Linked DNA regions of Rattus norvegicus: region 1 is linked to region 2. Evidence: chromatin contacts called from public Hi-C data. All regions are on one chromosome and are shown on one strand. Each heading gives the region's core, a stretch centred on a gene start, on an enhancer-like site or on the middle of the called end of the contact. The rest is flanking DNA. Distances are from core to core; before and after follow the strand shown. Region 1 overlaps Rora (RAR-related orphan receptor A). Region 2 overlaps Rora (RAR-related orphan receptor A).

Region 1 (5,539 bases), core at 391-2,890, 130 kb after region 2:
CCCAGGCAGTGCCCCTTGCTGAAGTAGAAGAGACCTGGTGGGGCACCCTACATAGTTTCCAGTGGGGACTGATTGGAGTGGATTAATTTTCCATCACTTTGACAAAGAGTTTATCTCAGTTTACCATTCCAAAAGGGGGGTTCATAATGGCAGGGGCGCCTGGCAGCAGCAACTGAAGAAGGAAGTTGAGAGATCACATCTTTGACTGCAAACTCGAATCGAAGAAATTGAACTGGAGGTGTGCATGGGGCGTGGGGATAGGAACTCCTCGAAGCCCACCTCTGACAATGGACTTCCTCCAGCAAGGCTATACCACCTCCCCAAGCAGTGCCACCCGCCGGAGCCCAAGCCTTTACATACTCACACCTCTGAGCACCAGTTTCCCTTCCATCCACAGCAGTCGGGGTGCTGTCTTCTGCACTGCGAATGCTCTTCTGCACAGACTGAGACCATTACAGACAGATTACCAGACTAGGCTTCTCCACTGTGGGCAAAAGAGAGGACCAGCTTTTCAATGAGGAAGAAGACCTGAGAGATGTGTGGGCTCTCTCTCTCTCTCTCTTTCTCTCTCTCTCTCTCTCTCTCTCTCTCTCTCTCTCTCTCTCTCTCTCTCTCTCTCTCTCTCTCTCTCTCTCCATCATCCTGGTGAGTTACAGAGAGACACACCTTGGTGCCAAGAATGACACCAGGTCTCTCCATCAGAACAGCCCCCCACGTTGCCTCACACCAGGCTGAGACCTTGTTCTGAGACTTTGTTCCAATGAAGCAAGAACTGTTTGTAAGCAGCCAGGAGGAGGTGGAGGGAATGATACAGCTTTGGGCATGGCTCTCCCCTTGACCCAGAGGGGCTCCCTGGAGTGATGAATGCCAGAGTAGCTACATCAGATAGGCTTGGATCCTGCATAATTACATCTCTGTGGAACTTTACAGAGGGACTCTGATTCTTCTCTCACACACATTTCTCTGCGGCTGGTATTTCCATGGTGACTCTTGAGGCCCAGTAGCCACAGAGCATGCATATTGTATGGGGAGGCTCTTCATCAGCAATGCCAACCTTGCTTTGCCCAACTCCAAGGGACTCGGGTTAAGAATCACTCTGTGATCACCTCTTGCCATCCATCGCAGACAAGAGCAATCTTCCACAGAGGCAAAGATGAGTAACTTCTGGGAAGAGTGCATCCCTTCATTCTCCAAGGGCTGCGCTTTGAGGATAGCTGTGTGTAGCATCTAGCAGCACAGCCTACCCTGCTCCAGCAGGGGAGGATAAAGCTACCAGTTTGAGTCTGATGTTTTATTTATCCATACTGGTAACTTTATGTAGGGGGTATTTCTCTGTTTGGGCCTCAAGGCTGGTTGCGCAAAAGGCGGGGAAACATTAATAAGTAATAGACAGAGAGGGGCTGTCCATTTATAGTCTTCCAGAGATGACCTGGTTTCCATTCCAATGGGAGCGTTAGTGTTGTTTGAGAGTGAGAGGCGTCAGTAGAGGCTTGCACTGGTGCATTTGGGGATAACCAGGAGGGACACCTGCTTGGGCTATTTTTAGAATAAAAATTAAGAAACCTCAGGCAGCCCCAGGGGCCCTCCCCAGTTGGCAGTGCACACACTGTGAGCCCGAATAGCCCGTTTTTCCTGGGGTTGCGTGGGATCACTGTGTTCCTTTCTGTTTGCCTCCAGTGTCTGGTTATTATTAAACCACCCTTTGTGAGAGATTAACTCTGGCTTCCCTCCCAGTGAGGAGATGTCTACGCAGAGCCAGAGCAGGCGGCCAATGGCAGGCACATGGGTTATTTGGTGTCGTACAGGAACAAACAACTGGTTGACAAGCCAGTTCTTCACTTTCTGATGGCTTCCCTTGGCGTGGAAACAAGCTTCCCGTAGCACATGGTATAAATGTTTCCCGATCCTGCCTGCCTTCATTCATTCAGAAAGTATTTCCTAAGGGCCCCCTGTGGGATTTATTATTTCTAAAATGGGGATAATCGTGGTACCTATTGCATAGAATTATGTGGATTAAATGAGCTAATAATGTGTTAAGGATTTAGAACAGTGCCTGGCACATAGTTAGGGCTCAGTCAAGTCAAGCTTGGCTGTGCAATTAAAGGGCTCTTTTTGTTGTTGTTCTAGGTGAGAAATGGTCAGTGCAGCCAGCAGCGTAGAAAGAAAGATAGTTTCTGTAGCAAAGCAGGGAACTGAGTGTGTGTGTGTGTGTGTGTGTGTGTGTGTGTGTGTGTGTGTGTGTGTGTGTATTCAAATTAGTCTGGAAACAGGCCTTATTTTTTGAGCCAGAGTACCTCCCTAGCCTGGACTTTCTCTACTAGGCTATACTTGCTAACCAGCAGGCCCCAGAGATCCCACTCTTGGACTCTCCAGTGCTAAGATTACAGGCAATCCAAGCACATGCTTGGCTTTTAAATGTGGGTTATGGTTTTGGTGTGGGGGGGCAGTCGGTGTTGTGGTTTGGTTTGGTTTTTCAAGACAGGATTTCTGTGTGTAGCCTTGGCTATCCTAGAACTCACTCTGTAGACCAGACTGGTCTCGAACTCAGAGATCTGCCTGTCTCTGCATCCGGAGCACCACCACTGCCGGGCTAATCCTCATGATTTTAAGGCAAGCACTTTACTGACTGCCCCATCTCCCCAGTCCAAGGGATTCATTGTAATGGGGCTAAACCTACAGACTTATATCGTAATACCATGGTTCACAGAGTGGAGTTCTTTGAATAGTCCTATCAGCATCATCTGAGAACGAAATATAAATTCTGTATCCTTGCCCAAGGATTTCAAGTCAGATATTTCAGAGTTTGGACTAGCAATATGTGTTTGCATAAAGCCTCTGAGACTCTCTGATCCTTGCTAAGTTTGAAAGTAGCTGGCTAGCCTCCTGAAGGGCACTAAGAAGAAAAACTTTAGCAATGTCTGCCTCATGACCTCTACTGTATTTAACATCTACTAGTCCAGTAGGAGGCAGGCTCCGGACAGTACCTCCCGTGTAAGGCAGGCAACAGCCTTGTTAACTGCCAGGGACCTTGTTAGTGCAGGCCCAGGCTGCTTACTGAGCAAAGCCAAGCCAAACCTCAGCTCTCTCCTGGCTTACTGCCAACAGGGTACCACAGCCCACCACTGCCATCCATATGCTAAGGAGCCAGAACTGAGGCTGTGCTAAGTGGGTTTTTTTTTTCCAGAACAACTGTGAGCTGCAGGGCTCCAGGGCACCTCTCATCACGTTGAGAAACGGGGGAGGCCAGCCTCTCCGGGTCCTTTCTAAGCAGATGCACATCTGGTTTGTGTGAGTCTGCCTGTACCCACCCAAAGACAGCCCATGGCCAACAGAATGTATCACACCAGCGCCTCCGAAAAGCTTGTTGCCGGCCTGGCTTTTATTACTGATGTGCAGCCACCTCTGCGATGGGACTCCACAGTTGGAGAGAATTTGAGAACATCCGTCTAGATTTTCCGACTTCACCCGTTTGCCCGGTAGTACAAATTTGTATGCTCCGGAATGGTGGGAAATAAGGAGAACCTATCTCCCCATGCCTACCTACCAGCAGCCCTTCCCTGAGGAACATTCCAGAAGGACAACCGCCATTGTTCCTACAAATGCCTACTGTTCAGGATAGAGTGTTCTATGTCCATAGGAGAGTACCAACCAGATGTGGAGTCAGAGATCAAGACATACGTGTGGATGCCTCTTGAGAGAGGAGGAGGCTGGTTTGTGTTCCAGGCCTGGAAGGTGGGACAGCAGAATCTCAGGAGACAGAGAAAGGGTGTCTTAAGTAATGGGGGATGGAAAAAGTACAAGAGAGGGGACAGTGCTCAAAGGGAGGAGTGAGCGATTCATCTAAATCACCCAGAGCCTAGACCATAGCAGAGTAAGGGAGGACATCGCCTCTTTAAGAATAGGACTGGATGCTTTCTCCACGACAAGAGGTACAAACAGCATTTCTATGGGAGCTAGGAGGAAGTCTGATGAGGAATAGTAAGGGGGTGAAAGTTGTAGCTGTTGCTGTTAGATATCCTTAGTGGGAGTCTTGCTCAGAGACACAACTCCAGGAAGCAGCAGAAACAAAGGAAGAGCTAGGAAGTCAGTGTCTACAAGTCCATGACTGTGAGAGGTGGGAGGAAGCCAATGGGTAAGGAAGGAAATGTTCAAATGAAAAGTTGCATGACAGAGAAAGCATCAAAACTCTCCAGTGGGGTTGTCTTGCATTCACAAAGCACAAGGTCGAATACACTGGGTAGAATGTCATCATATGCCTGTTCCCAGCACCTGGCAGGTAGAAGTAGGATCAAGAGCTCAAGGGCATCCTCAATACATATCGAGCTGGAGGCTAGCCTGGGCTACATGAAACTATTTCAAAACAGACAGACAAACAACTCTCTGGAGCTTTGGGGAAAGCAGGACTGGCCACTAAGTGAATTTTGCTGTAGCTCTGGTTCACAGTCCTGGAGACTTATCAGAGGAGACATTTGTCTCCCATCAGGCAAACACCAGAGGTCCTCAGTATTACATACCAGCCGGGCTAAGAGCATCTAACCATTCCAGGGAGTCTTGGCATGGGATTGAGCCATGGGCTTGGTTCTGAGTCACAAGAGTCCGAACCACCTACTGAGTCATTTGCAAAAGCTGTCTTTTCCTGCGTGGTTTCCCAACCGGTTACCCACCCCAACCAATGGCTGGTAGCTTGCAAGATCTGAAGGGAGCCGCACAGTTCACTATGTCGTAGCTTCAGGCAAACTCAAGTTGTGGATGTCAAACTTGAAGCATGGAAATTGCCTACTTGCTCTTCATGAAGAAACTCGGCACTGGGTGATGGCACAAAAAGCAAGGGGACTTACCTGTTACTCAGTCTCGGGCCTTCTGTCCCTGTCAGTCACTGAGTAAATAAATATGATGGAATGGGAGTTTCTCTAGAAAAGTCTCCGAGTGACCAAGGCCTGATCGCAACTGAAAGCGTGCCTTCCCCAACCTCCTGCTTGCCTTAGTTTCCTGATGGGAACAGAATTTGGTTCAAGTCTGCTAATGGTGCTTCCACCTCTCTCACCTTTCTTTATTGTTTTTTTGTTTTGTTTTGTTTTTTTTCTTGAGCAGTTTTACCTCAGCAAGTTTTTACCCTCTCAAACAGTGACCTCGGAAAACATCAGAACATCTTCCCACTCGGGTAAACACTGGCATTTTCAGGGTGAACACTGGTAATGCAGATGCTTCCTCATGATTGGTTGTTTGTTTGTTATGTGTAAGAACCCCATATTGTAACACTGGTTTGGACACACAGCCAAACCAAGTCAGTGCAGTAGCTTCACAGGAAACCCTGGCACTAAGCTCATTAGAAAGAAATGAATATTTAGCTAGCATTGTTTAGCCAACTGTGCAGGGGACGAGCTGTGTCTATCATTAGGCAGAAGAGCTTTGAGAGGAAGCAGAGAACCTCTTCAGGCTGTGTCTCATCTTCTCTTTGGTTCTGGAGTCTTCTTAGGGGTTGGAGACTTAGAAGACATTCTCCTGTAGAGAGCCTCGCTGTGCGGAGAGGCACTTTTGG
Region 2 (5,492 bases), core at 737-3,236:
TTCTCATCTCAACATCCTCTCGTGCTCCCCTCCCCTCCCCTCCCCCAGCAATATCTTTCAATACTCAGCATAGAGTTTACACTAAAGAACTGAAGATGTTACTGCTACTTGGGGAAGTCTACATTACTTACAGAGTAACTTTTTTATTATTAGCTTTCATCTTCCAATTCCTAATCCTGACTCTGAAAGAAAAACCAGCCTGTATGTCTTGGCCTATACAGTGAACTGTGGGTTGTGTTTTGTCTCTTTCCCTTTTCAAATCCTGGGCTGAACCCTACCAGCGGTAAGCAAGGTTTGGGTGCTGTGAGTCTGTAATAGCCTTATACAGGTCACATTGGTCTGTACCATGAGACGTGGACATAAAAGTATGTAGAAGGAAAAAGATCAATTTGTCAAAGGCATATTTCAGTTCATAAAATTTGCAGTAACAGGGTGACATTTCAACAGAGGAGGCCACTAGATTAGTTATGGGGCATTTACAGTAGAGGGAGCAAACCTAGAATGCAGTCCAAATACATAAACCACTTATATTCTTAGAGTCCAATTTCATCCAGTTTCTTGCTAACTCTGAATGCATTTCCCAGTAGGAAATATATTTTGCATGCTTTGAGACTCGCCAGCAGGCTCAGGAAAGCCCCTGTCAAGCATAATATATCTGTGCATTTTAAAAATTTATTTTTATTTATTTCTCTGTGTGTGCTGGGGATGGTAGTGCTGGGCTGCACTGGAGCTTCTGTAAGAGCAGCATGTGTTCTTAACCACTGAGCCATCTATCTCTCTAAACCCCTGAATTTTTGTTGTTGCTGTTGCTGCAAAGTCAGGAGTCGACTTTAGTATTTTCTGTTTAGATGGCCCTGGGTAGTTCACTGAGCTTCTGTGAGCATCAGTTACTTATCTATAAGATTCAGAGTAAAGTGTAATGGTGGCACACACCTATAATCCAAATGGTAAAGAGGCTGATGCAGGAGGTTGGTTAAGTGTGAGGCTGACTGGTCGGAGATACTCAAGCAAAACCATGTCTCAAACTCTCCCTTGGGGAGAAAAAAAATCATTATTAGAGAGTTATAGACGTAGGCAACTATTCGCACAGAGAGTTCCACATGGGACTCACAATTCTAACCTTTGAAACCCTAGGACTCTTAGAATATGTGAGTAAGGGAAGTACAAGCAATATTACCTCCATTGTTCTGACTATTCTAGGTTCTAACTTTATAACAAGAAATACAAATTCGCTAGACAGTCATTGTTTTTCTTGGGTGGGAGACAGTGCTTGATACTGAGTCTGCATTTGATAAGTGTTTGCTGAGTGAAGGATAGATGGGCACGTGTATTTCTATAAGACAAGCCATGCAGCCAACCGAAGAGCCCTCCGATACCTGCAGCCTCATCGTGGGGACCTGAGGTCAGAATTTACAGAAACACAGCCTTCTCTTAGAGGATTCTATGGCTGCATAGATGGAACCAACTCTTCTTTACAAAGCCCAATACTTGGAGTCCTAGTTGCTTCTGCTTCAGCAACAGGACCAAGGGCTTCCCACACATCCTGCCACCTTCTGATTAGAGGCTTTTGTAGAGGCCAGGATAGTTGCATGGGGTGCCATGGAGGCACGATCGTGTATGGGAGTGCTTTCTGGGCCCTGCACAAGCACTTCTTCATGTCTAATGAATGTGGTAATCCTTTGTTTGACTCAGTCATAAGTCACGGTCTTGCAAATCTAGGACATGGTGAACACTTCCACCCCTGTGCAATAAAACAAAAGGTATAAAAAGATTTTAAAGGGAATATTTGAGGGCATAGGAGTTAGGTCCCTGGCTAGAGTGCTTACACTGCAATCCTGAGGACCTGAGGTAAGTCACCAGCACCTCCAGCTGGGCATGGAGGCATACACTTATAACCCCAGCTCTGGAAGGCAAGACACTAGCTGATCCCTGGAGCCTGCCATCTGGCCAGTACAGCCTAGGCAAGTCAGGGAGAGGTCCAGTCTTGGAAAAGGAAGGCTGACTAACCTCTGGCCTCCACATGTACAGGAGCATGCAGGAATGTGCACACATGGACATACATGAGAAAGGAAATATATGAAATATGATTACATTTGATTGGTTCAGTGTGAACAGATGCATGCATTTAAAACAATAAAGAGCAAAACCATACATGAGAATTAAGATGTTCATATCGTTCCCAGAAGGGAATGTAAGGTCACACGGCATCAGAGACTTGGATTCATTGTGTTCTGACTTTGGGAATGGACTTGGAGTTTATTTTAACGTGACCCTGGCTTTTCTAATTATAGTCGGTTCTGGTAAAAAAGACTCAGGGTGGAGTCTATCTAAATCCAACTCATCTCAGAAGGCAACACCTTCTGAAGGTCCCAATACTTCGGGAGGTGCTTTTCTTCTTCGTTTTTACCCCTTCTTTTCTTCCGCTTTCCCCCTTAAGCAATGCTTGTTCTCTCCCTCCTCTCTCCCTCCTCTCTCCCTCCTCTCTTTTCTCTCTCTCTCTCTCTCTCTCTCTCTCTCTCTCTCTCTCTCTCTCTCTCTCTCTCTGCTCCAAGGGCTGACAGCTGGTCTAGTTTTGCTTGGGGACTTTTTCACAATGTGGATTAATCAATGTTATGAACTGGGTCCGTGGGGTTTTGGGAATGTAATTGGTTTCAGATGACACTTTGCTAGTCAATCTGCCAAGAAGCCGAATGTTGACACAGCTGAACAATTCCAGCTGTTTCCACCCACCCCTTCCTCTTTCCCTGGACCCTATAGCCTTTGCCTTTATTTTCCTCTGCCCTCTCTCACTGTGACTTTGCTAAACGAATGCGTTACTCTTCCTGACACCCCTTCTTGCTTTTCTCTAGCCTGGAATGCCACTACTTCCGCTGTGTCTCAGGTCCTCCACCCAGTTTTATTTTCTTGGCTACTGCAGTTTGAAGAAGAGCTGACACTTTTACCGTTGGACTTCCTTGTGCAATCCTCTAGGTTGTTTTTTAAGAGTGCACAGATACAAATTGAGCCTTTGGAAACATGCTGGGATTCTGTGAATGTTTGGTTTCACAACTGGCTGATCAATATCTCTCTCTCTCTCTCTCTCTCTCTCTCTCTCTCTCTCTCTCTCTCTAGCTTTTAATTACTCAAGGCATACCATTGAATAAACAAGGAGGTGGGTCACAGATTGCTTACAGTGGTTCGTCACTATTAGACAAATTTCACCTTGTTTTAAAGAGTTCTTGCTTCTATTTCTTGCCTGTGGAGGGACGGCTTGAACTATCTATGTACCTAATACAATATTTGCTGTCTTATTGGGGGACTTGCAGGTCTTGGGTTAAAGGCCAACAACAGGGCTCTGCTTACCTCAGGTGAATGCAGGCATCCCCCGTAGCTGAGACTCTGTGGGCAGAGTAATCCCAGTCTTCCACTGCTGTCCTATGTTCACTAAGCGGAGGGCCCATGTTTATAGAACAACTGCACAGCCACCCCCTCTGCCTCCCTCTGTAGACTTAGATGCTTGAAGTATGGATGGATTTTCAAGTCAAGCCTAAGATGTCAAAGCGCATAAAACAATCCAAGATGCATCGAGAGAATTTGAAAAAAGGGGGGGGGGGCAATCGTCATAGTGAATTTTTCTCGATTCTTCCTTCACGTACAAGTGCTGGAGAATGCTGTCAGAGAAACGGTAAATGCTATCAGTCTCCACTGGGTGGAGACTGTCTTAGAGGCAGGGAACAGTGGTCCCCATAAGCAGTGTTCTATAAACAGGGTAGACCTTTAGTCTTCGTTAGGGGTGGACCAAAGTAATAACGTTTATGTAATGATTTAGGTGGTGAAAACATGGGATCTTTCTAAAAGTGGGCATAGTATGCTGAACACACACACACACACACACACAGGCTGAGGGGGTAGGGGGGGAGAGAGAGAGAGAGAGAGAGAGAGAGAGAGAGAGAGAGAGAGAGAGAGCCAGCCTATGGACAAAATAATTGAAATTGCGTTTGGAGATGAGCACACCCAGGCTTACAGAGACAACCCAGTAGATGTGCCTATACGTCACCTCGGGCACTTTGCACACTGCTTTGACTAAGGCATTGATTTGGTCAAAAAGGAAGACCAAATGCTGAGTGTAAGCAAATGGTATTGGAATCACAACCAAAAGCACCTGCCTGCCCATCTGTCATGTAGACTACACACAGACCAGAACATACGAACAGCCCGAGAACCAAAGACGTTTCGGATGGATAATTAAATTACCCAGCAGATTCGAGATATTGCCAGATTGGGGCAAAGAAATGTACTTGTGCCTCCTATTTTGAAATTTGAGACCAGGTGGATGGAGACTCTATAAAATTATGGGGAGCCATGGACTGAGCTTGGTTTGTCCCCCAAATCGAGCAGCAGTAGCTCCTCATAGGTTCTGAGGGAGGTGTCACAATGAACTGAAGAAGAACACCTGTGTCCAAATGTCTGCCCCTCTGAGTTTGTCTGGCTGCAGATGCTCTGCGGTTCAGCATAGATCCTGATTTTATTACCTGAAAATCTGACAGAAAACATGAAGTGAGGTGGTAACATGAGGCACCACACTTCTGAGAGCACATCACGGTACTTCACGGTTGACGATTGTCGCCGGCAGCATTTCGTGTCATGACTGTAATGGTACAGTGTGACTAGAGCACTTTGAACCAGATGATACAGGTTGAAATTGAAAGGAGTTTCTAAGTTTCGACTAACGAAAAAAATCAATTGTCAACGATACTTATAACTGGAGATACGGGACATCAATCTTTAGCCATTGACACAGAAATCAGAACAGTACCAGCCCTTCCAACAATGCTTCCTTAAATATGGCTACCAAAATTAACAGTGATGTCAGGTCTAACCCTACTCAGTATGTATGCATGTGTATGTTGTCGAGACAGTATCTCATGTAGCCCAGGCCTAGGGCTCATGCCCTTCCCAGCCATAGGCTTTTAACAGTAATTAACACTATCAGGAGTGGATTCCCTCATATATGGTGGGCTTCCAATGCACTCAGACAGAGGTTGGTTCCTCCCATGGTAGCCATGCCAATCTTGCACCAGTGGGTACATCTTGCATGGCATGACAACTGTGCCAACTTTTGAATTACAACATTACAGATACTTTGTAAACTATACTAAGACCTGACATATGTTTTTATTTAAACTCTAGTTGTTTTTGTGGTGTTTGATGTACTGGGAACACTGAGTGATCTGTGCTAGATTCTGTTAGGGGAGGGGCTAGGGAAGACTGATCAAGTCAGGCAGGCAGTGAGGAGGCACCGGAGCCAGGGAGATGGGCTGGGGTGGGGGAACTTGGAGAATGTTTCTTCTTGCTTGGCTGTCTCCTGTCTCAGACTTTCTGGAATTCTACTTCTAGGCCACTAAAGGAGTTGGGAAATCTTGGCCAGTGCTTCTCTTGCTGCCTGATGATGAGAGGAAGCAGAAGCATCTCAGGTCATAGCATGGGGCCTCTCAGCCACCGGCATGTTCTCC

Evidence for each region. Hi-C and Micro-C count contacts between places; a contact is called where the count stands out from the background.
Region 1: a contact with region 2 is called in a Hi-C map of liver, with 4 times the contacts expected there. The contact joins two enhancer-like sites. A contact is called at or near these places in 2 of 12 Hi-C or Micro-C datasets (kidney and liver).

The regions. Positions count from the first base shown.
Region 1 is chr8:78,468,406-78,473,944 of GRCr8, forward strand. The region is part of intron 1 of Rora (RAR-related orphan receptor A); the gene reads left to right. Among named protein-coding and RNA genes, the nearest start is that of Rora, 290 kb to the left of the region's middle. Within about 2 kb of position 1,641, at least 41 of the 93 cell types and tissues checked have an H3K27ac peak or open chromatin away from gene starts, as enhancers often do. A contact at or near this core is called in liver, where this site is marked.
Region 2 is chr8:78,340,030-78,345,521 of GRCr8, forward strand. All of the region lies in intron 1 of Rora (RAR-related orphan receptor A), which reads left to right. LOC120094342 (a long non-coding RNA gene) reads left to right here. Exons shown (of 2, transcript XR_005488663.2): 1 at 1-5,492. Among named protein-coding and RNA genes, the nearest start is that of Rora, 160 kb to the left of the region's middle. Within about 2 kb of position 1,987, at least 4 of the 93 cell types and tissues checked have an H3K27ac peak or open chromatin away from gene starts, as enhancers often do. A contact at or near this core is called in liver, where this site is marked.